2 separate regions of the Anser cygnoides genome follow, and region 1 is linked to region 2. The links are chromatin contacts, called in public Hi-C maps. All regions are on one chromosome and are shown on one strand. Each heading gives the region's core, a stretch centred on a gene start, on an enhancer-like site or on the middle of the called end of the contact. The rest is flanking DNA. Distances are from core to core; before and after follow the strand shown.

What was found. A called contact is a pair of places that touch in the nucleus more often than the background predicts.
Region 1: a Hi-C map of liver shows a contact between it and region 2, with 2.0 times the contacts expected there. The contact joins the promoter of EPN2 here to the promoter of FAHD1 in region 2. A contact is called at or near these places in 2 of 7 Hi-C or Micro-C datasets (both in liver).

Annotation. Positions count from the first base shown.
Region 1 is chr15:2,828,376-2,834,904 of Taihu_goose_T2T_genome, reverse strand. EPN2 (epsin 2) reads left to right here and starts at 5,113. Exons shown (of 8, transcript XM_066977750.1): 1 at 5,113-5,273.
Region 2 is chr15:1,843,171-1,849,474 of Taihu_goose_T2T_genome, reverse strand. It overlaps FAHD1 (fumarylacetoacetate hydrolase domain containing 1), which reads left to right and starts at 3,331. Exons shown (of 1, transcript XM_013174962.3): 1 at 3,331-4,594. The coding sequence starts at 3,503. The coding sequence ends at 4,174. HAGH (hydroxyacylglutathione hydrolase) reads right to left here and starts at 3,668. Exons shown (of 11, transcript XM_066977548.1): 1 at 3,650-3,668; 2 at 2,652-2,693; 3 at 911-941.

The sequences.
Region 1 (6,529 bases), core at 3,864-6,363, 980 kb before region 2:
GGCTGGGTGTTTTCCTTCACGGTGAGGAAGATCTGGGAGGAGGGAGGATAATCTCTCACTGTGTGAGGTCCTTGCACAACACCACCACTCATCCTGCAGTCGGCCTGCTATTATGAAGCCCAGCTCGGTCTGAGGATGGGCCTGGGGCGAAAGGGAGGGCCCGACTCTTCGGGTGACATTCTTTGGGTGGCTGCTGCGATGATAAAGAGGAACTCTGATGGGTGACGTTGCCTATCAGGCCCTTCCTGGCAGGAAGTCCTCTCGTCACGACGAGGAGGAAGCCAAGAGGGACAGCACAGGCTGTACTGACCGCAAGGGAATACTTGTCCTCCCGCACAGGGCTAAAGGCTCTTGGTGACCCGCTCTGTGGAACCGGACGGTAGCAAAATGAGGCCGTCTTCAGGGAAAAATGCCCTGGGAATAAGTGTGCCATGCAGAACTGTGCAGGCAGCCCCAGACGTACCAGTGCTCCCAGCCTGGGAACAGGCAGCAAAGCCATGCTGGCTGTATCCAACTGAAGAAAAACACATCCTCTCCGGACAGGGTCCTGTCCCCGGCTTTCTGCTGACACGAGCGCTCGTCTGACCTTCTGCTGAGCTGGTTCAGGGAGCTAAACTGGCTGAAGTGTAACCCTCCCCCTCCAAAAAAGTGATTAGTTCTCACCACAGCTGGTGTTAGCCAGCGCTGGCGGTAGGGAGGGAATGGTCTGGGTGCTGGGGGTGGTGGAGGAAGGGCAGAAACCACAACACCCTGACTTGGGTCAATTAAAACTTGTGGAATTTCACCCTAAGGCTCCAGTGGGTTTTAGTGTAAGCAGTGCAGTGGCCTCGGCTTCTCGATGTGGCACGGGGAGAAACTGCACCTACGGAGCAGTAAGGAGAAAGGAATGAGGGAAGGTGCCCACAGAAGAGAAGGGCCCAAGCTTCTAAAGAAACACACCACTTGGTAATTACTAGAACTAAGCACATTTCAAATGTCACCGCCTCTTGCACTGTCACTGCGTATTCATTTTGAGAAAAACAATGTGCTGGGCTTGCATTCTCTCTCCTCTTTTCATGAATCTGCTAACGTATTCAGAAAAGGTCTGTTTTGAAAGCCCATATTAGAGGTGTATTAATTTTGAACTTGTCAGAATGAACGTTTAGTAGTGGAAACAGTTCTACAAGTTTGTCTGCATCACAAATGAAACTAAAACCATCATGCTGGCTGTAAACGTGCTCTATTTTGATTAAACTTGGGTTGTTTCCAGCTGAGCTCAGGCATGGGTTTATTTGGGCCCACTCTTCCCTATTCATCTTCCTGATTTTGCTCTTTGTAACTCTACTTATTTAAAATGTAGATGATGTTTAAAGAAAATAATCTAAACCAAACTAGATCTGATAGGAAATAAACTTATTTCGGTCCTCCTCGGCTTTTAGACAAACCCTATAGATGTGGTGTGGCTGCTGACCCTGTGGATCCATGCATCCAGTTAAAGCAGACACCAGTGTAACTCAGACTTTGCATATTTCAGCTAAAGATTCACGACTCCAGGAGGGAATAATCTGAGGTGAACATCGCTTCGTATAAATCTGAATATATTCCATATCACTGTCAGCAATATGCAGATGGCTCAGAAAATTTAGAAGAGAGACTGTGCTTGCTGAGAAATGTCTTGCTTCTTTGGCTCTGAGGCCAATAATGACTGCATTTGCCCATATTCTCATTTAGTTAGCAGATTTCCAAGACTGGGTGCTAAAGGACTCGAGTCCTTATTTTACCCCATGCAGGAGCTTCTGACTTCCTAGGGATGCTGAGAAATGCAGGCTCCCACTGGAATCAGTACGAGCGGAGGGTGCCCAACCTCCTGATACATCAAGCAGGTTCTTGCTTGGCTGCTTAATAACGAGTTAAATGCCGAACATTAAACACCTTCATTAGATGATGCTAGTCTATTTTTGAATTGATTCCTTTGAAGACCTATAGGTTAGGAGTGGGAAGGGAAATTGGTAATGGAGCAAAAATGACTGTGATTTAGAGATTGAATTGCATGCAGCTAGAGCCATGCATCAGGATAATGAGATTCAGTCTTGTTTGGTTACAAGCACTGGAGACAGAAGCAGAAAATGTGATCCTCCAAGCCAGCTCTCAGGAAATGAGAAACAATAGAGTGAGGAAATCAAATTTCAAACTGCAGGGATATATTTATCGAGTTTTCCTTAGAATTTTTTTGCAGAGCTTTTTGGCATTCTCCGTGCAGCTTTTTTTCTGTATTTTTTTTCGGTCAGCCGACATATGGCTGGAGGATTAGATCACTGTAAAGCACTGTTGTTTGTGACCTATTTGTTAATGCGGGGCTGGGGTCACCGAGAAGAGACGAATGTACTTGTCATTGTTCAGTGCTTCTCAAGTGCTGTTCCTGTTGTCAGTCACACTGTGGCCAGACATTTGGAACAAACTCATTAGCTAATTAGTGGTGTGCTCAGCCCCACGTGGCGGCAGTTGCTGTGTGGGCGATATTCACATTATGGCTGTGGAACAGGCCCTCCTGGGGCTTCCTGGCAGCCGCTCTTTGCTAGGTTAGCTAGGAGGGCAGCCGTGGCCGGGCAGAGCTGGGAGAGGCTGCGTCTGCCTCGTCTCTGCTGGAAGAGTCTCCTGCATACCGGGCATCGCGCTGCAGCCCCTCTTGTTATCCTTGTGCTCATTGTGGCATGGAGGCCCCTTTACTCCCACTCGTGGGGTTCGCTGCCTCCATCTGCCTTCTCCATGCGGACTGCTCTGCTGCCGAAGCAGTTACTGGGGAGACGCCATGGTTATCGGCTTCTGATGCTGAACTCGTGTTGCAATAATGGCCTTGAACTCTGGCTCTGCCAACACAACTGAAACGTGCTGTGAACAACCTGATAGAGTGTCACGGGTCAACATCCAAGGCGTGGTACAGCCTGTTCAGAGGACAGAACTGGGAAGGAACGTTTGCTACGCTAGCACCTGGGTTTAAACTCACAGGACAAGTAGCAGTGACCTGCTGTGGCTGATATGCAAGAAGGGCCATAGATCCACTGCAGAGAGTCTGTGCCCACTGTGGGTGTCCTCAGGAGACCGCCAGAAGGGATCGTCCCACTGCGGCCTGGGCAAATCTCTCCTGGTGCAGCTGTATTGATTTGGGCAACACGGCCAGCCTAGCACAAACACCGTGATTTAAGGTGTTAACACAAGTGTAATAAAAAAGAGCTTAGTTTTACTTGGGTGGCTTGTTTTGCCCACGCTGAGTGACTTGATCTGGTTGATAGAAAATAGTCTTGTTGATACAGGTGTGCCAGCTGTAGGAGTTCTTTGCTGGGTTCGTTTATTTGTACATTTGCACTGTAGACAGAACGCAAGAAACGCCTGGGATGGAGCTGGAAGCGGAGAAGAAGCTCCCACCTGTTTCTGAGAGTTGTCTGTCCAGACCTGGGAGGCAGGTAGGCAGGAGAGAAGGCAGCAGGAACACTCTTATTCTGCACATTTTATTTTAAACAAGAGCTTTTTTCTTGTTCTTTAGAGCTGTCAGCACCTAATCATTAGGATTAATGAACACGCACAGAAACATTAGGTTTCCACCATTGCTGCTTTTTCTAAAGACAAAAAGGGAGAAGTATTCTTTCAGCTCCTGCTGATAGCGTCAGATGCTTGCAGATGCTTTATTTTTTCACCCCGAATTTCATTCTGCTTAGCTCTCCTAGCTCAAGGTTAACAGCTAAGCCACTGTTGCAGCTAGCTGCAGAAGACTTGGCTTCCCAGCTACCAGATGGTATTCAAAGCATTTGGACTTGCAGCATTTCTAAAACAAGTTCCTTTTAATGCAGCTTACTCTGCTTTGCTGCAGTCCATGTTCTTCAGTATTTAAACCTCGATCCTTCTCAGATTGAGGTCAGTGGGAATTTTGCTACCAGCTCCGAGGGAAGAAGGGCTGGGCTGTAAGTTTGGAGTGCGTGGCCTGGCCTTCCTCTCATTTGAAAAGCACAGCCGTATGCGCTGGATTCTGCTCTGTTTCCCTTTGTCTTATTGTGCTTTAATAAGGCAAGATTCCTCAGGAATTTGGGTTTTAAATGACCAGTAGTGCTACCTGGAGCCAGCCGCGCTAATATGAGTCCTGCTAGCCAGCTTCCCTCCTGACCTGCACCGACCCTCGCTGTCTCCAGAACAGCCACGTCCCGTTTCCTCGAATTGTCTCACGGTTTTATGATGGGAACAAACACTCAGAGAACCACGAGGAGACCTCTCCCAACCTATGATCCGGGGCACTGCTTTGGTCATTGCTCCCAAATGAAAAGAAGGCGAGCTGCAGACTGCCCGGCTCCTCCTGCCACGCTCCCACCACCGCAGCGCAGCTCCCCTTGGCGTGACCACCGAGGTCTTCCTGCAGCTCCGTTAACACACACTCCCCACCGCCACCCAGAATCATCCCTAAATGCCAAAATGACTTTTTTATTTTTCATCCCATCGTGAGGGGGGATGACTCAGAAGTGTCCCTAAATGCCAAAGTGCCATCCTTTTGCATCCCATGAGGGGGGATGACCCAGAAGTGTCCCTAAATGCCAAAACGCCATCGTTTTGCATCCCAACCTGAGGGGGAATGACCCAGAAGCATCCCTAAATGCCAAAGTGCCATTATTTTGCACCTCATCGTGAGGGGGGCACGACCCAGAACCATCCCTAAATGCCCAAATGCCATCATTTTGCACCCCATCCTGAGGGGGGGGACGAGGGGAGCGCGGTGCCCCAGGGGCGGCGGGCAGCGATGGCGGTCCCTTGGGGGCCCGGCCGCCTCCTGAGGAGAAGGAAATGTCCGCCCTCGAGGCAGGGGGGTCGCGGCCTGAGGGCGGGCCGGGCCGGGCCGTGAGGAGAGGGCGCTGCGGGGCGGCCCGCCATGGCCGGCTGAGGGGAGAGGAGGGCGAGGAGGGCGATGAAGGAGAGGAGCGTGAGGAAGTAGAGGCCCCACAGCAGGCAGCGGGGACCTGCAGCGCAGCCCCTACCCCCCTCATTTATCCCCTTTCCCCTTCCCCCGCTCCTCTCCCCGCCGCGCGCGGCCCGGTGCCGCGCCTCGGGGCCGCGCTCGGCCGCCGGTTCCGCCTCCTCCGCCGCCCCCCCCACCCCCCCGGCCGCCGCCATGTTGGATGGTGCGTGTGGGTGTCAAACCCAGCCAGAGGCGGCGGCGGCGGCGGCGGCGGCCGGGCACCGGGACATCGCGACACCGCCACATCGCGACACCGCAGCCCCTTCCCCGCTCCCCCCCCCTCAGCACGCAGCGCCAGGTCAGTGCGGGAGCCGCGGGGTGCGCGCGGGGGGCGGCGGAGGAAGCCCCCCGTTTTTCCTCCCCTCCTCTCCCACCCCTCCGTTTCCCCCCTCTCCCCGGAGCCTTCTCCCCTTCAGCCGCGGGGAACCGGGGCTGGGGGGTGGGTTGGGGTGCGGGCAGGGCCCCCCCCACCCCCTCTCTCAGGGGCTGCGGGGCCTCCCCGCGGCGGGGAGCGGGGCCCGGCGGCGGGGTTAGGGCCGGGCCGGGCCCTGCCGGGGGTGGGCGGCTGGGGAGGGGCCCGTCCGTCCGTCCGGGGGTGTCCGGGGGGGGGTGGCGGCGGCGCTGGCAGCCCCCCGCGGGGCCGGGGCGGCCTTTGTTGTCTCCATTAGGTCGCTAGCAACAGTTCCTGGCCATCATGGCAGCCCCGGCTGCGAGCAGGAGGCACTGCCAGGAGCTGCCGGGAAAGGTGACTGCGCCCCGGGGCCGCCCCCGGGCCGGGAACGCTGTGGGGGAACCGTTGGGGGGGGGGGGGGGACCGACCCCAAAACCCCCAGACCCCAAAAACTCCGACCCCCCAAGACCCAGCCCCCTCAGCCCCGCTCCCCCCCTCTCGGCCCCGCATCCCCCTGAGGGGCGCCGAGCCCGGGTTCACCAACGCATGCGGAATGCTGCTCTCATGTATTTTATTTTTTTAAATCCATTTGAGATTTTCCTTTTTTTTTTTTTTCTTCCCCCCCTCTCTTCTTAACGCCCTGCCCGCGCTAGATCCGATGCTACGGATCGGTCTCGAGCACTTAGCGTGCCGTATTAATCGGTATCGCAGCTGTGAATTGTATTTGCACGGGGATTATTGCAGGCTGCCAACAATGAGCCGTGCCGATTTTAAAGCTGCGAGGCGTATCGATAGCAGATATTTGGTCTCGATTTTATTTGGCCAAGGGGCGTGTAACGCTCCCCCCCCCCCCAACCCCCTTTCCCCTTCCTTATCGCTGATCTGGAGAGAGCTGAGTTGTATTTAAAATCCCCACGAATTGGACGTGCTGCTTTTTGGTATTTTTTTTTTTAAGCAAATGCCCCGAATCCTACGTTTTCACCGGGAGATGCAGAGTACTTGTTCTGACTGCTAAGCCATGTTGCGGGTGTTGCAGGCTGTGGAGACTGACTTTAGGAGTTCAAAATGCAAATCAGGCCACAAGGTTCAGTTTTATTATTCTCTCCACTGTAATACATATTTTATGGTAATATGGAACTCTTGCATAATTCTGTATTGCTGTG
Region 2 (6,304 bases), core at 2,082-4,581:
CCAGGCTCCCTGTCTGGCAGATACCAGGCATGCACTGCAGGAAGGGTTCTCACTCACGGGCTACCTTGATGCAACAGCAGTGCTTCCCTATTTGCTTTTGGTTAAATGTTTAATCAGATCCAAGTAGTAAATCTGATTCCAGATGCAAATAACCTGTGCTCCATTTTTCCCCACTCTTTAACTCACAGATGCACAGTTCTTAAAGAAACAACCGAGTCATAAGAAGCTCTGACATAAAAAAAAGGAAGGAAAACAAAGACAACAAGGCCTTCCACTGCCAGCAATCCACAACCCAGGCCTGGGTCCATGCACATGCAGGGCGAGAGGCACGAGCCTCTACAAATCACACACCAGTTGTCTTTAACACCCAAGGCCCTCGCATGCCACTGAAGGTGCCTGCATTGCTCCGAATCGGGCTGGCTCAGCTCCTGGTTCATTTTGCACCACTGCCTCCAGCCCAACGCTTGGTGCTCAGTAACCTCCACGGGTGCCAAAGGGAGGGGTCACCATGCTCTAATCGGCCTGGCCCACTCTCGAAACAGGTCGGTCCTGATAAGAGGCAGCTTCAGGGAGCTGAGGCCCTGCAGGCTGCCTGCAGCCCACCCGGAGCTCCGGAGGCTGACGGACAAACAGCGCTGCAAGGCCAGGACCAAAGCTCCCAGCTGTGCGTGCCGCTGCAAAGCCAGGCACAGGGGTGGCAGCACCCCCAGGGCCCCTCCAGTACCACTGCCCTGGAACATCTTCCCCTTCTGCATCCACTACCTCACCTGCTTGTACTGGAAAGGAGGCATGGAGGGGAGATGGTAGTAAAATTAAATGCAAAAAAAAAATAATCCCAAGGCACAACAGTGTAGGCATGCTCTGGGTATTTGATATGGAAGGCACACAGTGTTAAAGAAAGCATCCATACCTGCCAAGTGGTCCTTAGGAGCAGAAAAGTCCTTTCAAAAAAAAAAAAAAAAAGAACAGAATAACAAATCCTTACTATTCCTTGATAGGAAAAAAAAAAAATTGCTCCTCAACTGCTCTAGCATAACATGGAGCGCTTTTCCTTTGGATGTAATCACTCACAAGAGCTACGTTTACTGTATGTTTGTTTGCACAGTAGATGCCAACTGGAAAATAAAAAAAAAAAAATCAAAAGAAAACACAACCCTAGCTTGAACTCAAAGGAATTATTCACATAGTTAAAATGCTTTCTTCCTATGAACCGTTTTTAACCTTGGCCGTGATCCTGAAGACTCTTTGCATGTTTAGCTCACAATTCGTGCACAACAAACAAACAAACTACACCACATACGGAAACGTTTTCTGAGATGCGATTTGAACAAAGGAAGGAGAAAGCATCCATGCAACGTGAAACTCATTCTGATCCCCATCTGCAGCTGAGCTGCACCTCTGCAGCCTGCCCGTCGGACGAGCAGACCAAAAGCCCTCACGCACACCCAGCACCGCTCGGAGGAGAGGAGCAGGCTCAGCCCCGGCTCTGCTCACGCCAGACCCCCAGGCAGTTCCTAACCCCTGCCCTGGCCCTGCACCTAACGAAACGCTCTCGTTTCGAGATCACTGTGCTGCGCGCAGGGCTACTCCAAAATCAAGGTCCGGTAATTTCATTTTCGCTCGTTCTGCGCCACATCCCCGCTGGCTCGATGCCTGAAGCAGAGGTGACAGGGGCTCGCGGAGCAGCAGAGGCCTCTGGATCGCACGCTTGGTGTTGCGGAACGGCTCGTCAGCGCGGCCCGACTCGCCGAGAGGAAGGGTTCGCACATGGGAAGCATTAATGTTACCGCATGCACGCTCGAGGTTAGGGGCAAGCAGGCAGCAGCGCAGTTTAATAATAGGTTACTGCAGCGAAGGGGTGCTTTATACATTTTCTCCACGGTATTTTTGTTTTACTCTTTTTTTAATTACAGCAAAGAGTGGAAAATTGCTCTTTCAAATGTAGCTGTCACAGACACGAAAGTGACCGCCCATGCATCCCCAGACGTACATCCCTGCGTTGCCACATAATTAGAAACACCACGTTCACTTTTTTTTATGTGCTCTGCACGCAGATATTTTTGGACACCGGGCGAGCCCGTGTTGGCTGCACACCCCCGGGGAACGGCGGCTCGCCTTGCCCCTGCTCCCCGCCAGCAGCCAGCCCGGGGACCCGTGCACACCCTGCAGTGGGGAAATTCGGTCTGCCAGCCCCTCGGTTTGCTTGTTCCCAAGATAGCATCAGGGTTTCCAAGCCGGGCAGTAACTCCCAAGGATTTTTGCTCACGAAGGCCAGGTCTTAAAGCTGGAGTGATGCAAAAGGCCTCTGGCAAGACTCGCCCGAGACACTGTCAAGCCCCAGCCCAAGCTCCAGTTCAAAGAGACGCTTTCAGAATTCAGGCCGCAAATTTAAATGCACAGCCCAGGCTTTTTTTTTTTTTTTTTTTTTTAAAAAACGTTACCGATACAATTTCGCGTTGAGCTCAGGTTAAAATTCCAGCTCCCAGCCCGCTGTCCCCCAGAGCCATAACCAGCACCCGTGGCAGTCCAGAAACTCCAGGAGCCCTGAGATCAGTTATCAGTGGGGAGAAGAAAAAAAAGAAAAAAAAGAAAAAAAACAAAAAGAAAACCAACCACCACCAGAGACAGGCTCCAGCTAAGCAGATACTGACCTACTTGGGGCTGTGAGTCAGCTTAAAAAGCTCTGCGCACCCCTGAGTGGGCAAAGGAGAAGAGAAACCATCGTCAAACTCGGCAGCTCGCCGGGGCTGGGGGGGGTCCGCAGGCGCCCACGTCCCCCCGGGGCCGGCTGCGGGGCCGCTGCGCCCCCCAGGCCGCCAGCCCAGCCCCGGAGCAAGGGGGACCCCCCCCGGAGGAAGGGACCCCCGGGAGTAAGGGGACCCCCCCGAGCAAGGGGAACCCCCCGGAGGCAGGGGGACCCCCCGGCCGCCCCCCTCCCGAGGGCAGCCCCCGGCCGCCCCCCGCTCCGTGCCCGCCGGGGCAGGTGGGCTCCGGGCGAGCCTCCCTCCCCACGTACCGGCTCGGAGCAGGGCCCCAGCTCGCAGGGCGGTGCCGAGGCTCCGCCAGCCCCCGCCGCGCATGGTGCAGGCCCGGCCCGGTTACCTTCGCTCCCCGCCCCGGGAGGCGGCGGCGGCGGCGGCAGCCCCGGCCCCGGCCCCGGCCCCGGCGTACAACGGGGGCGGCGCTGCTCCCACCCGGCCGCCGCCCGCCTCCTCCTTGCACGCCCGGGCCAGGCCCTTTTTTTTTTTTTTTTTTTCCTTTTTTTTTTCCCCAACCGAGCCGTTTGCCAACCCCCGTGGAGGGGCTGGGTAAGGAGGCGGGGGGGGGGGGGGTAGGCGGCCTGTCCTTGGGAGGGAGCAGGCAGGGGAAGGAAGGAAGGAAGGAAGGAAGGAAGGAAGGAAGGAAGGAGGGAGGTCGGAGCTCGCCGTTGCAGGCAGGGTTTGCGCCTCCGGGCCCGGCAAGGACACCCCAAGGGCATCCCGGTGAAGGAGCCGCCGAGCCCATGGCCTCCTCCCGGCCCCTGGCCCGCTTCTGGGAGTGGGGCAGGAACATCGTGTGCGTGGGGCGCAACTACGCCGAGCACGCCAAGGAGATGGGGAGCGCGCCGCCCTCAGAGCCCCTCTTCTTCCTCAAGCCCTCCTCCGCCTACCTGCGGGAAGGATCCCCCATTCTCCGGCCTTACTACTGCGACAGCCTGCACCACGAAGTGGAGCTGGGGGTGGTGATCGGGAAGAGAGCCCAGGCCGTGACCCAGCAGGCTGCTATGGAGCATGTGGCAGGCTACGCCCTGTGCTTGGACATGACCGCCAGGGACACCCAGGAAGAGTGTAAAAAGAAGGGTTTGCCCTGGACCTTGGCCAAGGCCTTCAACACGTCCTGCCCGGTCAGTGAATTTGTGCCCAAGGAGAAGATCCCGGACCCTCACAAGCTGAAGATCTGGCTCAAGGTGAATGGAAAGCTGAGGCAGGAGGGGGAGACCTCCTCTATGATCTTCTCCATCCCCTACCTGATCAGCTACATCAGCGAAATTGTCACCCTGGAAGAAGGGGATTTGATTCTGACGGGGACTCCCGAAGGAGTTGGGTCTGTGCAAGTAAACGATGAGATAGAGGCTGGGATAAGCGACATCCTGACCATGCGGTTCAAGGTGGCACAGCAAACGCGGCGGTCCTAACCGAGAGCCCGGCTGGGACCCCTGTCTGTGTAGGAAAAGGCCTTTTGGGGAGTATCTGGTGAACGAAGAGACACACAAACTGTCCCGTGAATTAAATTTATATGGCCTAAGCATCTACTGGACTGTCAGTTGTCAAGGACACGTAGCGCATGAGCTCTGAAGACCTTTGGCCAAAACAACCCCATTTCCATGGAGGTTTCAGCCTCCTCCGAGGCTGTACAGCGGAGGCCAGGCCAGGAGTCCAACCCAGCGTGGGGCAGCTGGTTAATACCTAAACGGTACCTTGGAACTTTCTGTGCAGACTGTGCTGGGAGATGAACACAGGGCAGGAAATGCAGCAGCAAGACTCTCACTGTGTGTGTGCGCCCTTCTGTTCTATATATTGCCTTAAAATAAAAAATAAAAAGTGAAACATTAAAATGGTGATGTATGGAAAGTGCTCTGGGATCCTGGTAAGGACTGCAGCTCTCCCCTTGGTACCTGCTTGTTAGCAGGAAGGCTTCCATGTCCTGGCTCCCAGGTCTCCCATATACTTGGCTTCCTTGCACAGAGGTATTGAAGCAGCAAAAACGTACGTACACAACGAGAAATAAAAGTTTAACCTGAGGACTGGAATCCACCCAGGGTGTGAAGCTACATGCCCTGGCAGCTGTCAAGGTGGGGTCTTCGCAGCTTGGTGCTCCAAGAGCTGGCTCATGGGCAACAAAACAGCAGTCAGAGGTGCTCTGCACCTGGGTGCTGTGGCCCATCATCACTGGGGAGCTGCAACAAAAAGAGCTGTGATGAAACGTGGAAAAGCCTATGGGGAAAGGTGCCTTTGCAAAGCACTGCATATGTTTTCATCATTACAGTGAATAATCTATAAACCCATAGATATCTAGGGTTTTAATTAGTCCCTTAGTAGGCCACCACTTTGAAAGTAACGCTTGGGCATTCTCAAAGCCTAGGCTCACATGTCACATGGGGTGGGGGCTCCTTTCAGTGGTTTTATTTCCAAGATTGAGGATTTGGGGTTGTAAATAAAAATTAGGAGCTAAGGCTCACCCATGCTATATAAAATCAAAGGTGCACATGCAACAGTAAATCAAGAATTACAGCTTCAGAAAGAATCTCTCTCCTCGGAGTACTCTGCAATATAAAGATGTTTTCACAGGAGTTTCATGATTCCTCCATGCATTTTTCAAGTGTACAAATTAAAAGAGGATTGCTTTCCCTCCCACTCCAAGGAGCGTTATGCAGCAGAAGTGTGCCAGATGCCTGGCAGATTATTTTCTTAAACTAAACTTTAAATATACTTCTAAAAGTATAATAATACAAAAGATAAAGAAGCTCATTGGTAAAGATCACCAGTAAACTTGTCTTTACTTTCACTGATTTAAATATGCTTTATCAAAATCTAACTGCAGCAATTACCATTACTTACATAACACAGTGCAACAGTTGAAGGTTTTTTAAAAAATATTTCCAGCTGTTAAAAAGCCACGTCCCGTTTCCAAACTCCAACTGATCTTACATTTTCTACCAGTTTACATGACAGTGAGCTCTCTTTCAAATCAAAGGAGTGACGAAACAAGTTATAAAATATTAATAAAAAAACTCTCCCCATGAACATCAAAACTTACCACTTACCATTTTCAAAGGCTGCACAGTTATCCAATTTCTGAGAAAAACAGATGGATTTTTTTTTAATAATTGTGAATGCTGAAGCGAAATGCTGAAGCCAGATCTTAATAACTGCTAGAAGTTTTGTTTCAAAATGTACATTCGAAGTCTTACAGAACAAATTATGGCAGCCCAAAGACAAGTACCTCTGCTAAAGAGCAGCATGCTCCAGTATACTGCCAATCATATGGTAAAAGAAAGGAGAACATGTTGTATAACAAAACATGTATTTTTTTCTATCACTTTCTGTTTTGCTTGTCCAGCTGCATGCATCTTAAGCACATCTCTGCATGCCCAAACACCACCAGGTACTAATCCTGCCAACACACACACATCTCAGTTCTCTGCATTTTAACATCAGCCAATGGCTTAAAGCGTGTGTAAAAATTTTTTATATGATGAGACCTTATAATAACTAAATGCTGTGAACATAATTCAGATTTTACATAAACAACGCTTAAGGAATCA